3 separate regions of the Zea mays genome follow, and regions 2 and 3 are each linked to region 1. A link is a contact called in public Hi-C data. All regions are on one chromosome and are shown on one strand. The core of a region is the stretch at or near the end of the contact, and the rest is flanking DNA. Distances in the headings are between cores, read along the strand shown. Region 1 holds the start of LOC103646582 (splicing factor-like protein 1). Region 2 holds the start of LOC103646581 (aldehyde dehydrogenase family 7 member A1). Region 3 has its middle 34 kb from the start of LOC103646581.

Evidence for each region. A called contact is a pair of places that touch in the nucleus more often than the background predicts.
Region 2: a contact with region 1 is called in a Hi-C map of leaf, with 4 times the contacts expected there. The contact joins the promoter of LOC103646581 here to the promoter of LOC103646582 in region 1. A contact is called at or near these places in 3 of 25 Hi-C or Micro-C datasets (ear and leaf).
Region 3: a Hi-C map of leaf shows a contact between it and region 1, with 5 times the contacts expected there. The contact joins the enhancer-like site here to the promoter of LOC103646582 in region 1. A contact is called at or near these places in 2 of 25 Hi-C or Micro-C datasets (ear and leaf).

What each region holds. Positions count from the first base shown.
Region 1 is chr2:74,116,738-74,121,333 of Zm-B73-REFERENCE-NAM-5.0, forward strand. LOC103646582 (splicing factor-like protein 1) reads right to left here and starts at 2,133. Exons shown (of 2, transcript XM_020548336.3): 1 at 1-2,133. The coding sequence starts at 2,012.
Region 2 is chr2:73,932,236-73,936,831 of Zm-B73-REFERENCE-NAM-5.0, forward strand. LOC103646581 (aldehyde dehydrogenase family 7 member A1) reads right to left here and starts at 2,262. Exons shown (of 6, transcript XM_035965297.1): 1 at 1,826-2,262; 2 at 1,578-1,742; 3 at 1,031-1,171; 4 at 825-922; 5 at 134-283. The coding sequence starts at 1,105.
Region 3 is chr2:73,966,400-73,970,995 of Zm-B73-REFERENCE-NAM-5.0, forward strand. No RefSeq gene overlaps it. Among protein-coding and RNA genes, the nearest start is that of LOC103646581, 34 kb to the left of the region's middle. Within about 2 kb of position 2,487, at least 10 of the 20 cell types and tissues checked have an H3K27ac peak or open chromatin away from gene starts, as enhancers often do. A contact at or near this core is called in leaf, where this site is marked.

The DNA of each region.
Region 1 (4,596 bases), core at 883-3,382:
GGTGGTGGTGGAGGTGGTGGCTGAAATGGTGGAGGGTAGTATGAGGAATAACTATAAGGTGGTGGAGGGTATATCGATGGTGCATTTGGTGCACCAGATGATGCATATACTGATGTTGCAACAGGGTGAGTGGATGAGCCAGAACTTGGTGGTGTTACACCAGGTGGATAGTTCTGAGCTCCATCACTTGATGGAGCAGTGCCTGGTGGAGGGATTGGAGCTGCTGGGGGTGGTGGTGGTGGTGGATATTGCATCCCATACGGAGGTGGGGCAGCTTGACCTGGTGCAGGGGGTGCAGGACTGTAGACACCAGAGCCTGGTGGTGGCGGAGGATATGAAGCATATGGTGGCGGCTGCCCCCAAGGAACTGGAGCATAACTCCCTGGAGGAGGAGGTGGTGGTGCCCCCATGTAGGACTGGGAGGAATAGCCACCTGAAGTAGGATCCGGAGGAGGATATGATGGGGGTGCTGACACTGCTGGTGCTGTCTGTGGCGGCTTTCCTGCAACTCTAACCGCAATAACTCGCCCTTCAAGATGGTGACCATTCATTGCAGCAATCGCTGCATTGGCCTGTGACACATCTGAATACTTGACAAATCCATATCCTTTGCTCTGTCCAGTGTTTCGATCCTTGATCACCTTAGCCATGACAATCTCCCCAAACTGCGAAAACAGACTGACTAAACCTGCATCGTCCATTGTAGGTGGCAGGTATCCAATATAAAGATTTGTCTCGTCATAATCTTTCTTGATACCATTGAGCCCAGTGGAAGCGGCACCACCACCGGCCGACCAAGGCGGGTTACTCCCAGTTCCAGTAGAAGCACCACCGCTACCACCACTTCCTGTAAGAGCCAACATCGGACCACCAGATTTGTTCATGGACTCAGGTGCACTCCCACCACCAAGCTCAGCCAGGAAGTTCTGGTATTCATCATCCATCTTCTTCCCAGAAGTGCCCTTGACCGGACAATCAATAGTTGGGTGCCCACCGTCCCCGCAGATCTTGCACTGAACATCACTCTTAAATGTGTTCATCTTGTTGGGGCAAGCATACTGCCTGTGACCAGCCTCACCACATGTCCTACAAAATTCATCGTCCCTAATTGTTCCATTAAGCGCGGCAAGCTCCCGGAGCTGCTGCCGCTTGTGCTCATTGAGCACCTCATCCACCGGGGTGAGCAGCTTCTCCACCATACCAGCAGCTGCATCCAGTGCCTCCTGTGTATCTGCCTCAACAAGCACGTGGAGGTCTTCGTTCTCGCTGGGATCTGGCTTGAGGTCCCTCTTCTGGAGCAGCTTCCCTTCCTTGACACTACCCTTCCCCCTGATGACAATCTTGGCACCAGTCTCCTTCTCCATGCGCTTCTGCGTGTTGCCACGAGGGCCAATGATGAGGCCGATAAAGTTGTAGCCTGGGTACTCCTTCATGGGGATGTAGAGCTTCTTCTGGAGCTTGGGTGGGCGGTAGTCGGAGGGGGGCTTGAAGGCGGGGTTGCGGCGGATAAGCTGCGAGATGATCTCCTGCCTCTCGCGGTTGAGGCGCTCCCTAGCGCGGTATTCGCGGGTGTTGATGCGGATGCCGAGGTTGTCGTAGACAGGCTCAGGGGAGGGCGAGCGCGCCCCCTCGGGGCGATCGTCGAGCGGGAGGCCCGATTGCAGCAGACGCGAGATCTCGAGGAGGCGCGCGTTTAGGGCGTGCACCTCGGGGTCCATCTCGGCGGCGAAGTCCTTCATGAAGTCCGGGAGCGCGATCGCCGGGCGCGGCTCCTCCTCGGCCCACCGCGTCTTGCGCTTCCGGCCCCCGGTCCCGCCCTCGCCGCCGGAGTTGTTGGCGGCGGAGTCGTCGTTAGACTGCTCCCAGCGGGAGCGGCGGCGGCGGCGGGATGAGTCTCCGGCGCCCGCGCCGGAGCCATCGATGTTGTGGTGGGGCTCGGAAGAGTCGGCGCGGGTCAGGTCGGAAGAGGGCTCGCGTGAGGGGGAGCGGGCTAGGGTTTCGGCGGAAGCCATGGTTGCGGCTGCGCTGTGGTGATGTGGGGAGAGCCGTCTCGAATTGGACTCGCTCTGTTTTCTGAAGGGAAAAGATCAATGGAGAATTAGGGGTTTCGGGGATGCGTGCGCTCAGCGTTCTAGTGCACCTGTAACTGTAAAGACGGTTGTGTTCGGATCGGACTGGACTCTCGGTAATAGTCAGGCTGTTAATTTGTTGGCCAGATGCAGCCTTTTTCTAAATGGGCCATGAGCAATTGGCTTTATTTGGCACAGCTGATGCTTATTGAAAAAGCAGTTTATTTGATAAGCTGTTAAAAATCAGCTTCTGTTTATTGACTGCTTTTAGTTTATTTTGAGAAGTTGCTGAACTAATAAGCTGGTATAGAAGCTGTCTGTTTAATAAAATTTCTGCTTAAATTTGTGAAAAAAGCTTAAAATAGACTGTGCCAAACAAAGCCTATGTTTCTTTTCACGATTCCAGAACCTATACAGTCCATGTGATCTTTACCTAGCATAGCATCTTCAACAGTTCCTTACATCCCAAAAACACGTTTTACAAACAAAAAAAAAGGCCTCTAACGGTTCGTATTTGTGCTCCCTTTCTTGCCATGCTCCCAAAATACTAGAGATTGATCTGGATACTTATTCAAATGTTATTTTTTTTCTTCTTTCGTCGATTGTAAATATATAACATATAATTTGTTATGTAAATTTATATTCTTATTTTTATTTTTAGCATTGAGTCTATTAATATTCATCAAAAGTAAATCTCAAATTCCTTCTCAATCTAAATAATTGATATAAAATTTAGATATCTATCGAAATACGGATTCAGATGTTTTTTCATCTTTTTGTTGCAGGGGTAAAATAATGCACACAAAAATTATATAAACTTTTATTCTTATACTTCATAATATTCTTAATATCATGACTAAAAATTAGTTTTAAATTCTGAAAGGGAATTAGGCTTACACCTAGTCCCTAATTAATTTTGGTGGTTGAATTGCCCAACACAAATAATTGGACTAACTAGTTTGCCCAAGTGTATAGAATATACAGGTGTAAAAGGTTCACACTCAGCCAATAAAAAGACCAAGTTTTGGATTCAACAAAGGAGCAAAGGGGCAACCGAAGGCACCCCTGGTCTGGCGCACCGGACTGTCCGGTGTGCCACCAGACATGTCCGGTGCACCAGGGGGACTCAGACTCAAACTCGCCACCTTCGGGAATTCCCAGAGGCGACTCGGCTATAATTCACCGGACTGTCCGGTGTACACCGGACAGTGTCCGGTGCGCCAAGGGAGGTCGGCCTCAGGAACTCGCCAGCTTCGGGAAACTCCAACGGCTAGTCCACTATAATTCACCGGACTGTCCGGTGTGCACCGGACTGTCCGGTGTGCACCGGACTGTCCGGTGTGCACTGGACTGTCCGGTGCGACTCCGGAGCAACAGCTACCTCCGCGCCAACGGCTCTCTGCGGTGCAATAAATGCGCGCGCAGCGCGCACAGATGGCAGGCGTGCCCATACTGGCACACTGGACAAGGAACAGTAGCTGTCCGGCGTGCACCGGACATCCTGGAGGGCCCACAAGTCAGAAGTTCCAACGGTCAGAATCCAACGGCAGTGATGACGTGGCAGGGGGCACCGGACTGTCCGGTGTGCACCGGACTGTCCGGTGCGCCATCGAGCAGACAACCTTCCAACGGCCACTTTTGGTGGTTGGGGCTATAAATACCCCAACCACCCCACCATTCATTGCATCCAAGTTTTTCACTTCCCAACTACTACAAGAGCTCTAGCATTCAATTCTAGACACACCAAAGAGATCAAATCCTCTCCAATTCCACACAAAGCCCTAGTGACAAGTGAGAGTGATTTATCGTGTTCATTTGAGCTCTTGCGCTTGGATTGCTTTCTCTCTTTCATTCTTTCTTGTGTTCATACTCACTTGTAACCAAGGCAAGAGACACCAATTGTGTGGTGGTCCTTGCGGGGAGGTTTTGCTCCCGGTTGATTTGAGAAGAGAAAGCTCACTCGGTCCGAGGGACCGTTTGAGAGAGGGAAAGGGTTGAAAAAGACCCGGCCTTTGTGGCCTCCTCAACGGGGAGTAGGTTTGAGAGAACCGAACCTCGGTAAAACAAATCCGCGTGTCTCACTTCATTATTCACTTGCGATTTGTTTTCACTCCCTCTCTCGGACTCGATTATATTTCTAACGCTAACCCGGCTTGTAGTTGTGTTTATATTTGTAAATTTCAGTTTCGCCCTATTCACCCCCCCCCCTCTAGGCGACTTTCAATTGGCATCAGAGCCCGGTGCTTCATTAGAGCCTAACCGCTCGAAGTGATGTCGGGAGATCACGCCAAGAAGGAGATGGAGACCGGCGAAAAGCCCACTACAAGCCACGGGAGCACTTCATCGGAAGAGTCCCGCACCAAGAGGAAGGAGAAGAAGAAGGACTCCTCCAAACGAAAGGAGAAAAAGTCTTCCTCTTCTCACCACAAAGAGAAGAAGGAAAAATCTTCTTCCCACAAGCCGCATCAGAAAGGCGACAAGCACAAGAGGATGAGGAAAGTGGTCTACTACGAGACCGACACTTCAT
Region 2 (4,596 bases), core at 1,012-3,511, 180 kb before region 1:
AATCCATTCCAAAATAGCACCTGTTGCACGTGCTTAGGCCCGACCCTGCTACCCTTACTATGCACTGCTCTAATAATGATTATATATAGTACCATTTCAAATGCACTCACAGCAAAAATGTGTATACTCTTACCAAGTCGCCCTCCTCATGTACTGCTTCCAGGAATCACTCCCTGCTTCTCGTCCACCACCAGCTGCTTTTTCTCCACCAAATGCTCCACCAATTTCAGCACCATTAGTAGGTATGTTCACATTCACTATACCACAATCACTACCATGGGGCCTGCATAATAAGAGAACAAACAGTGAGACTTATTGGCAATCAAAAAATATAACCCAAAGGACCCCACAAAAGATGAGAACTTTTTGCAATAAATATTCAAATTTCAAAATATGTTATATAGGGTTTATTTTGTGGCCGAGTATGGTTAAATGTTTATGACATGTATGGAAACTCCAGCTGAGCTTACTGCTTTACTGGATATTATCAGATTGAATATATGATATTGGCACGCAAAAAAGACATGATTTTTTGTCCTAGAGAAGGGACTAGCTGAATAGTGTGCTGTGTGAATATACCAACCAAAATGAAAAATAGTGAACCGGACTTTCTTAAGATATACCTTGTAAACCAAAATAACTACCATTCAATTAAGCAAAAACTAGAATGCTACCGATGCAGTACCACCAGTCCACCACACTGTCCACACAGGCATCTAATGCAAAAGAGGGATGAGCAATACAGCTCGCATTTGCTTTCCACAAATACAGAGACATCCTTTGTTCAATACTAATTAAATTCTCGATATCATTGAGCTACTTACCCGAGCCACTTAAAAATAATATTTGGCCTCTTTGTAAATATAGAACTGCTCAATCCTTGAGGAACAGAGTTATTGATTTCAATTGCTTCCTTCAAGGTCTGTAGGAAACACAAACCTCATGGATATTAGACACAGTAGTTCTCAATTGTAGAAATTAGAACAGATACAAAATACAAAAAAAAACATAATATTGAACTATATGCTACCTGAAATTTCATAACATAAAGGACAGGACCAAAGAGTTCTTCTTTCACAACTGGTGCAGAACGTGTAATTTCCATAATTGTTGGTTGCACAAAGTTTCCTTCTGATTCAATGGCAGATCCTCCAAAAAGGATTTTCCCTCCCTGAATAAAACATGTCAAATTATATTGTTAGAATTTAACGGCTTACATAAAATAATACTTCCTCCAGGTAAAAATACTTGTCACATTTTACTTCAATGCATATCTTTTTACCATTAATTTCTTAATATCCTTCAAATTTATGCTTGCAATTATTTCGAACAAAGACAGATAACTTACATGCTTCACCTAAATAATTTAGTTACTGATGTTCGTAGTTTTTACGGTTTGACCAAACCTTGTCCAAAACACTTTTTTGTGATCAGAGGGGTACATTTAACTTTGAATACCAATAAGGCAGTAAACTCGGAATAACATGATTCTCATAGCTATTTATATCCAGTGAGATTGTAATGGAGGTTCAAATAATTGTAGGAACCGATAATGTAACACTACTTTTAACCTTCACCTAAGATTTGATAGTCTGAATGCCTTTTAAAAAGTTCTCTTTTGAAGCAGGAGTGTGCAGTGGTCCCAGTAAGGTGCCTTTCTCCAACGGATCCCCAATTCGGACTTGTTTGTATACCTCAACAAGCTGATCAAGGAAGGTTTGATATATATTCTCATGAAGAATCTGTAATAAAATGGGAAAGACAATTAAACAAATTGAAAACGAACCACTATACGGAAAAGAGAAACAAAAGAAAAATACCATACCAGCCTATGACATGTAGTGCAGCGTTGTCCTGCTGTACCAACAGCAGCGAACAAGACAGATCGCACATCTAGCTGGATATCTGCATCATCCATAACAATGGTGGCATTGTTTCCGCTAAGTTCAAGAAGGCATTTACCAAATCTTGCACTAACTTGTTGCTGAACCATTAGACGTGCGTGGCTGGGGACGGGACGGCGGACTGCGCGCGTGTGGCTGGGGAGGAGACTGCGCGCGTGTGGCTGGGGACGGGACGACGGACTGCGCGCGTGGCTGGCTGGGGACGGGACGGCGCGTGGCCGGTCGACTGGGGAGGAGACGACGGCGCGCGGATGGGCTGGGGACGGGACGGCACGCGGCCGCCCGGCTGGGGAGGAGACGACGGCGCGCGGATGGGCTAGGGAGGAGAGGCAGTTAATGGCGGGCAAGGGTGACGGCCGGTTAGGGTTAGGGGAGTGGGGCTGGGCCTTAATGGGCCGATTTGGTTAGGTTTTGTTTTTTTTTCTTTTTTTTATTTCCTTTTCTAATTTAAAATACATTTTTAAATAACCCTAAAATTCATAGTAATTAAACCAAAATTATTTATAAATAAAATATTATTTTTTGGCTAATAATTATTATATTTTTATTTACTAGGATTTTTATTTAAGAAGAAATGTTATTCAATAACCAAAAATCAATCATGGGCAATAAAAAATTATTCCAAATGCAAATACATAACAAACACTTAAAATAAAATTGATTATTATAAATATCATTAATAACTAAATGCATTATTTTTATTTTATGATTTTTATAGTGTTACAATTTTCTTTTCCATAATTCTTTTTTTTTCTTTTCTACAATTCTTTTTTCCTTTACTACAATTTAGCGATCAATGTTTACTTGTTTTAATTAATTTTTAGTCACTAACATATACAGGTACGTTCAGGCTATAGGATTTGATAGTGATCCTTGCTCTATAGCGACCCACCGCTAGTCCCCGACGACATCTATAGCGACCAACCATAAGTTGTTAAATTTCTAGACTTTTAGCGACCAACCGACCGTTGCTACAAAAGGATTTAGCGACTGACAGTTGGTCCCTAACCTTTAGCAACCAACAGTTGGTATCTAATAAGGGTCGCTAAAGATCAACCGTCGTGTCGTCGTGTAGTGATTCTCTATCATACGTTTTATTTTAAAATTCATTATGCAAATAGTATAAGTTGCTTCCAAACATAGTCTTAGACATCTACCTACGTTTATAGCCAAGCTTGTCTGTGATAACGAGCCTATGCGTGGGTTGGGTGGGATTTTGTGTGTGCAATGACGACATATGCTCGTGTCAGGTGTCACCGTGTGGACTGTAGATATCAGGTGGAAACTAGCTGCTTCGTGTTCGTTTGTCTCAGAATTGTTTATATGAAACTATATATATATGAAGCTGCGTCGTGCATGCATGTCGTCTCAGATCGTAATTCAAAAGGTATTCGACGAAATTATATATAGTGTTGGTATGCACGTCAGTACAAGTCGTCTGAAAAACAACGTACTCCGACGACGTTAAGCAGACATATTCCATTTTGAAACAGGGTAGACGTATTCAGTGGCGCGATGTTATTATGCCCTTTTTTTTCTTTATCTACTTTTGACCGTAGCGTCGTTGGTTTTCTAGCAGCCTCTGCAAAAGGAAAATGATGGCCCTTTATTTTATTTTATTTTTTGCTAAGTCTTCGATTTTTTTCCCAGTCCTCCTCCCGTCGAAGCTTCTCACGGGCCTTTTAAAATGGATGTGATTAAGGCAGTTGTTTTAATTAAGCTCAACTTGACAGCGGATCTGGCCTGGCGTGGTGCATCCAGAACCAGAAGAGATGATGCCGTCGTCCACCCATGCAAGCAAGCAAGCAGGAACGACCTGGCCTGCTGCTACCCTGACCGTACCAGATAATAATTAAGGTCTCGCTGAGGTGAGGTGCATTTTGCTTTGAGGACTGGTAGTGTGGTAATAAGAATAGAAAAAGCTTTTTTTAGCTTAATAAGCATAGGGAAAAAAAAGATAATTGCGCTGGTTCGGCCGCAGATGGTGCGGTGAAATAAAGCCAGCTTTTCAGTGTGTGTGTGTGTGTGTGTGGTGGTGGATCGGCGCTGCCTTGGCGTGGCAACTAAACCAGGACCGGTGAGTGCTGAGCAATCATGTCTGCGGACTGCGGTGGCCGGCCGGCGGGAGAGAGTGGACCGGAGACCAGCACCGCCTGGCCCCCCCGCCTGACCCGGTGCTCCCACCCGGCGTCGCGGCCGGTGGCGGGGAAACGGAACGGTCGGACGACAGCGACGGCGGCTCACGTGCCCGTCCGTTGAATCGAAGGTTGAACGAGGCACCACCACCACCATCACACTCGCCTGCTGGCTGCTGCTGCTGCCTTTCTCCGGCGTGAAACGGTCGTCGGACGATCAGAATATCGGATCCGCTGCATGGTTATAAACTTATAATGCGCTCCAACGTCACATCTGCCGGTTTAATACTGCTGCTGCTGCTCTAGATGCCCTTGACTGGTTCTATCTTATCTTACTAATCTATTAAGAATGGATTCCTGGTCCACAGCTTTACTCTACCCACGTCCAACATCCGCGCGCAAAAAATAGTACCGAACGAGTACTCGAACCCATGTATAGAAATTTAGAGCTAACAACCAGACCACACTGTCGGGTACCATAATTAGGGTACCCCCAACGCTCCCAACGCTCCTAATCACGGCTGCTTAACACCCTCAGACCAACTGACGGGTGCGGT
Region 3 (4,596 bases), core at 1,237-3,736, 150 kb before region 1:
ACTACCACCTCGTCATTTTTGGGCTTCGGAGTGGTTTCTTCTCCGGCAAAGCGAATCAGCTTCTTCTCAGCTTTTCCGAAGTGGCCCAGCTTCATCATCATGGGCATATCAGCTTCAGAAATGGTAGATTTTCCAAAATCTAAGTGGCTAGGTTTTGACGGGATCAGAATGCTATAATCTTCTTCTTCTTCTTCATCAGCGATTTCTTCCTCAACATCTTGTTCAGTTTCGACAGCAGGTGCACCTTGTTCAATGGCTGCCTCTGCCACAACTAGTCTCGATTGTCTCATCACTTCGGAGATCGGGGCAATCTCGGTGGCTTCGGCCTCCTCTCCGTCACGGGTCACCCTCGCAGTCGAGCGTACTCTGGCCATCTGATGTTGAATTTCTTGCAGTTCTTACGAAGTTGACGATTTTTACAGTTTTTGACGAAGCTTTGTCTTATGCCGAAGCTAAATCAAGATGATGCTTTGCTCGAAAATGCGATGAAAAAGCTTCGGCTATGGTTAAATTTTTCAGCAGCACAACAGTGCAATGGCAATGAATGCTGTGGTAACTTCACACCTACCCGTCTGTTTATATAGTGCTGCAGGTGTGAAGGTGAATCGTCAAACTGCCCGCACCCGCTGAACAGTTACCCGCACCCACTGAACGGTGGACCACTCAGCGCGTGGGAGGTGCGAGGCATGTATCCGCCGCATGGTGGGCTACCTCACGCTCGGAATATTTTAATCGTTTCTCGGCAACGAGCTCAAGGAAGGTGTTTTCGGACCTTCGACATCCCGAAGCCTTGGAGATTTTTTCATGGATAAAGCTCGTTACGAAAAACGATCTAGCACCGCGAAGGGGCTACTGTTGGGGGTCTGCTTCGTCGCCAAAGGTCCTGTAAGAAGAAACACCTTCGGAAGATCAACACAGAAGTAACGCCGAAGCTACCATCCAGGGAGCTTCGGCATAGCGACGTGCCTTGAGACGAAGGGTTGCACCGACTTAAAAAGGAAAAGACCGATCGACCCATGATAATTTGTGTCATGATTGTAACTAGTTGTAAAGGACATAAATGTAATTTTGACCGGGCTGCGTCCCGTGCCTATAAATAGGTGAACAGTACCCCCGTACTGTTCATGTTGACTTGTATTCGCTCGTGCGTCACACTTGTATTTTTACCTTCTGTTAAGCCGAAGGTACGAATGTAATTCAATATTATTTTTATTTATGATGATATAATGAAGATATGTTAATAATATCATATGATTATTAATGTTATTTCTCATGTTTCATATGCTTTGTCTTTCATTAATACATACTGAGATGATGAAAGTACGTTCTTCATGACCTTCGTCCGAAGATCGTTATATCTTAAGGGAAATAATGTTTCGAAGGACAAAGAACTTTAACTATTAATATCTTTTTTGTGTTGTCTTGTTCTTAATTTATAGCATTTGAGAATAAGTCCCAACAACTCCGTAGGCGGGGCCCCTTCATGAAAGAGGCAACTCGACATTAATGCATCCATCTTACAGTCATGAAATGTCTCCATGATGTACACCTCACTCTGTATCACACATCTATCAGATAGGATCGATTAGATACGTACTGGCGCTGGCTGATAGGTTATTATGTATATAGGCTTACGTACCAATAGGATCTCGTGTCAGGATCATCGAAATCGACTATCTTCCACGTATTTGTCCTGTCATCTACAGTAGCGTCACTACAGGAAAACGACCAGTTTCCGACGGCCTAAACCGTCGGAAATAAGTCCTGAACCGTCGGAAGTAGTTACTTCCGACGGCTTAAGACGGGTCCCGTCGGAAGTAACGCCGTAGGGCCGTCGGAAATAGCTCTATTTCCGACGGTACCCTAAGAACCGTCGGAAATAGCGTTGGCCGTCGGAAAAATTGCGTTTTCCTGTAGTGCGTCCTGCGTCCATCAAACCAGGGTGCTTACGTTCCCACATATCTGAACCCAGTTTAGCACATGAACACTAATTTCACGTGATCCAATTCCATTTCAGCCATAACTAACTAACTAACTAACTAACTAACACTCGTCCGTTGGAAGTTGGAACATGTAACCAGGAAATGAAGCACCTAACCCCCTTCAACCGGGCATGAACTTTGAGTTAGTTCAAATTCCTTGACATTTCGAGGGATTGTGCCATGCATGTGTACCTAGTAATCTGTGTTTATACGAACAAACCTCCATCGATGTTATGCAACGTTTTTCACGTGCAGGATCATCAAACAAACCAAACCAGCTTAACTACTACTCTTGTGTGTACTGAAACGATTTTTTTTTTGTGTGTGTGTGTGTGAACATTTGTAGTACTGGATTTGCAAGTCTCCCAGCCCAAGGCGGATGGTAATTGTAATTGACGTGAGGCGAGAGACGCGGTCAAGAGGGAACCGGCTGTACCTGTACGTGTTGGGTTGGTCTCCGTCGCACGGCTCTGATGGAGACCCGTCTCTATTTCGCACCGGCTGGGCTGGTTGCAGCGACGTGCGTGCAGCGGAGGGAGCAGTCATCAAAGTAAAGGTGGTGGTGAAAGGCTTCTCCACGGTCACTCGTTCGATCTTGCTTAGCTCCTTTTTATCGAGTGACAATTCTAGAAGGATCGATAGTGGAAGCCGAACTGAAGCTCCTCCTCACCGGTCTTGGTCGCTGCAACCGATTTCTCGAGAAGAATCTGCCGGGTTAATTTTTCTAGAAGGATCTGCGATGTGGAGTGGGACGGGGCACTGAAGAACAACTCAACAACAAGTTTACTTCGACGAAATTTAGACCCTCTTCCATCTGTTCGACATATATATACCTGGGAGGGGACATCGAATCAGTTCAGTCAGCTATCCTTTTTAGGAAGGGTTCCTTCGGCTTCCCAGAGGAACTAGACCCATATGGCCATATGGTACACACCGGCTCAACTAGCTGAAAATAAGCACTATAAAGAGTAGGAACAAAGAGAGGCGGGCATCATGGAAAAAATATTCTGAACACCACGGATTCTTCTTGTTCATCTTTTACCTCAAGCTCCTCTACTCCCTCTACATCTAGGTCTAGCTGTCTTTCTTCCCGCACTGTTCTCTCTGAATTTCCCATTTTACTAAAGAATACAACTCCTGGCTTCCCTTTTGCTGTCCGATCACAATCCCTTCATTTGTGTTAACATATAGATTCTCGGAATTCAGATACGACACGAAATTTAAGATAAATCTGTTTATCTCAGCTCGTGGAGAGACGGGCGCGGATCACCTGACTTAGACGTTTTTACTGTAACCGTTCCTTGCATCCAACGGTTGAGCTGTCTACCACACCAAAACAATAAAAAAAAAAAATAGACACACAGACGCATAGTCAGTCTTGGATAGAGAACAGACGCTACTGCTCTGTTTTGCTGCTGCTTTCTCTTATCTCATATGGAAATTCTCTGGTACCGATGGCTAAATTCATGCATAAGTTCTTGAGTTATTGCCCCATATGTTACAAAATAAAAAAGCATCAACAATTAGCTAACACCTTCGTTACAACGCATGATCCAAAATTACTACTCTTAAATATGACCTTCATCACGCCAACAGTTCTTCAGCATTAAGATGAATACTTGAACTCTGAAAAAAGACGAAAATAGTAAGTCAATGCTCTGTATATTAACATCAATTTACAAATGTAGCATAAAAAAGATTACCGTTAATAGTTGTGTCAAGGAGATGATGACAGGATATTCTCCTAAATCTTTCCTGCTGTTCCAAAATGCACTTTTCGGCTGGTGCTTGCGTTTGCACGTCATTTTGTATCTATAAAGAGAACAAAAAAAATGACTCTGGTAAATTTGGCAGTGAAAATAATACACTTTCTAGCTTTTAGTCAGCAACAACAAAACCACTGATTTCCCTACTCCTGATTTCTAATAAACTCTTCATACAATCCAATATATCTAAACTTTGTATATCCTATTCACTAGAACCTCTCAAGACACGGTTCATTTATATGAGTTGTATGAGTAGAACCGTATCTAGACTTAGAGAACCGTGCTAGAGACGTTCCTTCACCAACATACGCCTCTTATGTCTTTTTGCACTTACCCATCTAATACCCATTAAGATACGGGTCATTTATGTGAGTTGTACATGCCCTATATGGGTTGTGTTCCTGTTTCCAGTATTTCGGTCCATTGGAGTCCATGAATTTTTGCTAAGGAGGCAGGAGCGTTGGATGTCGGGAACGGTGGATGCAGCTATTCTGCAAGCCGGTGCAGCAAAAACGCATAAGTCTGACGATCCGCGTCCTAGAGAGACTGAGATTCTGAGCACAAAATACAATACAAAATTCAAAAATTGTTTAGCTAACAATAAGCGGGAGTCTTTCTAAATGTCAATCACTAAATTATCATTTAAAGAGCCATTTGCATTAAAACCACTTTCTATATATTTTGAAATTTAAACAGTCTTTCTATATCTTATTTGCACTCTAAAGAGTCATTCACGTTTTCTATATTTGGTTAGCGAGAAACCTGTAACAGAAGATGGCTATATTTAGATAGCTATATAGATAAGCCGTCGATGGTATTTTTATACAAAAATCTATATCTTTTAGATT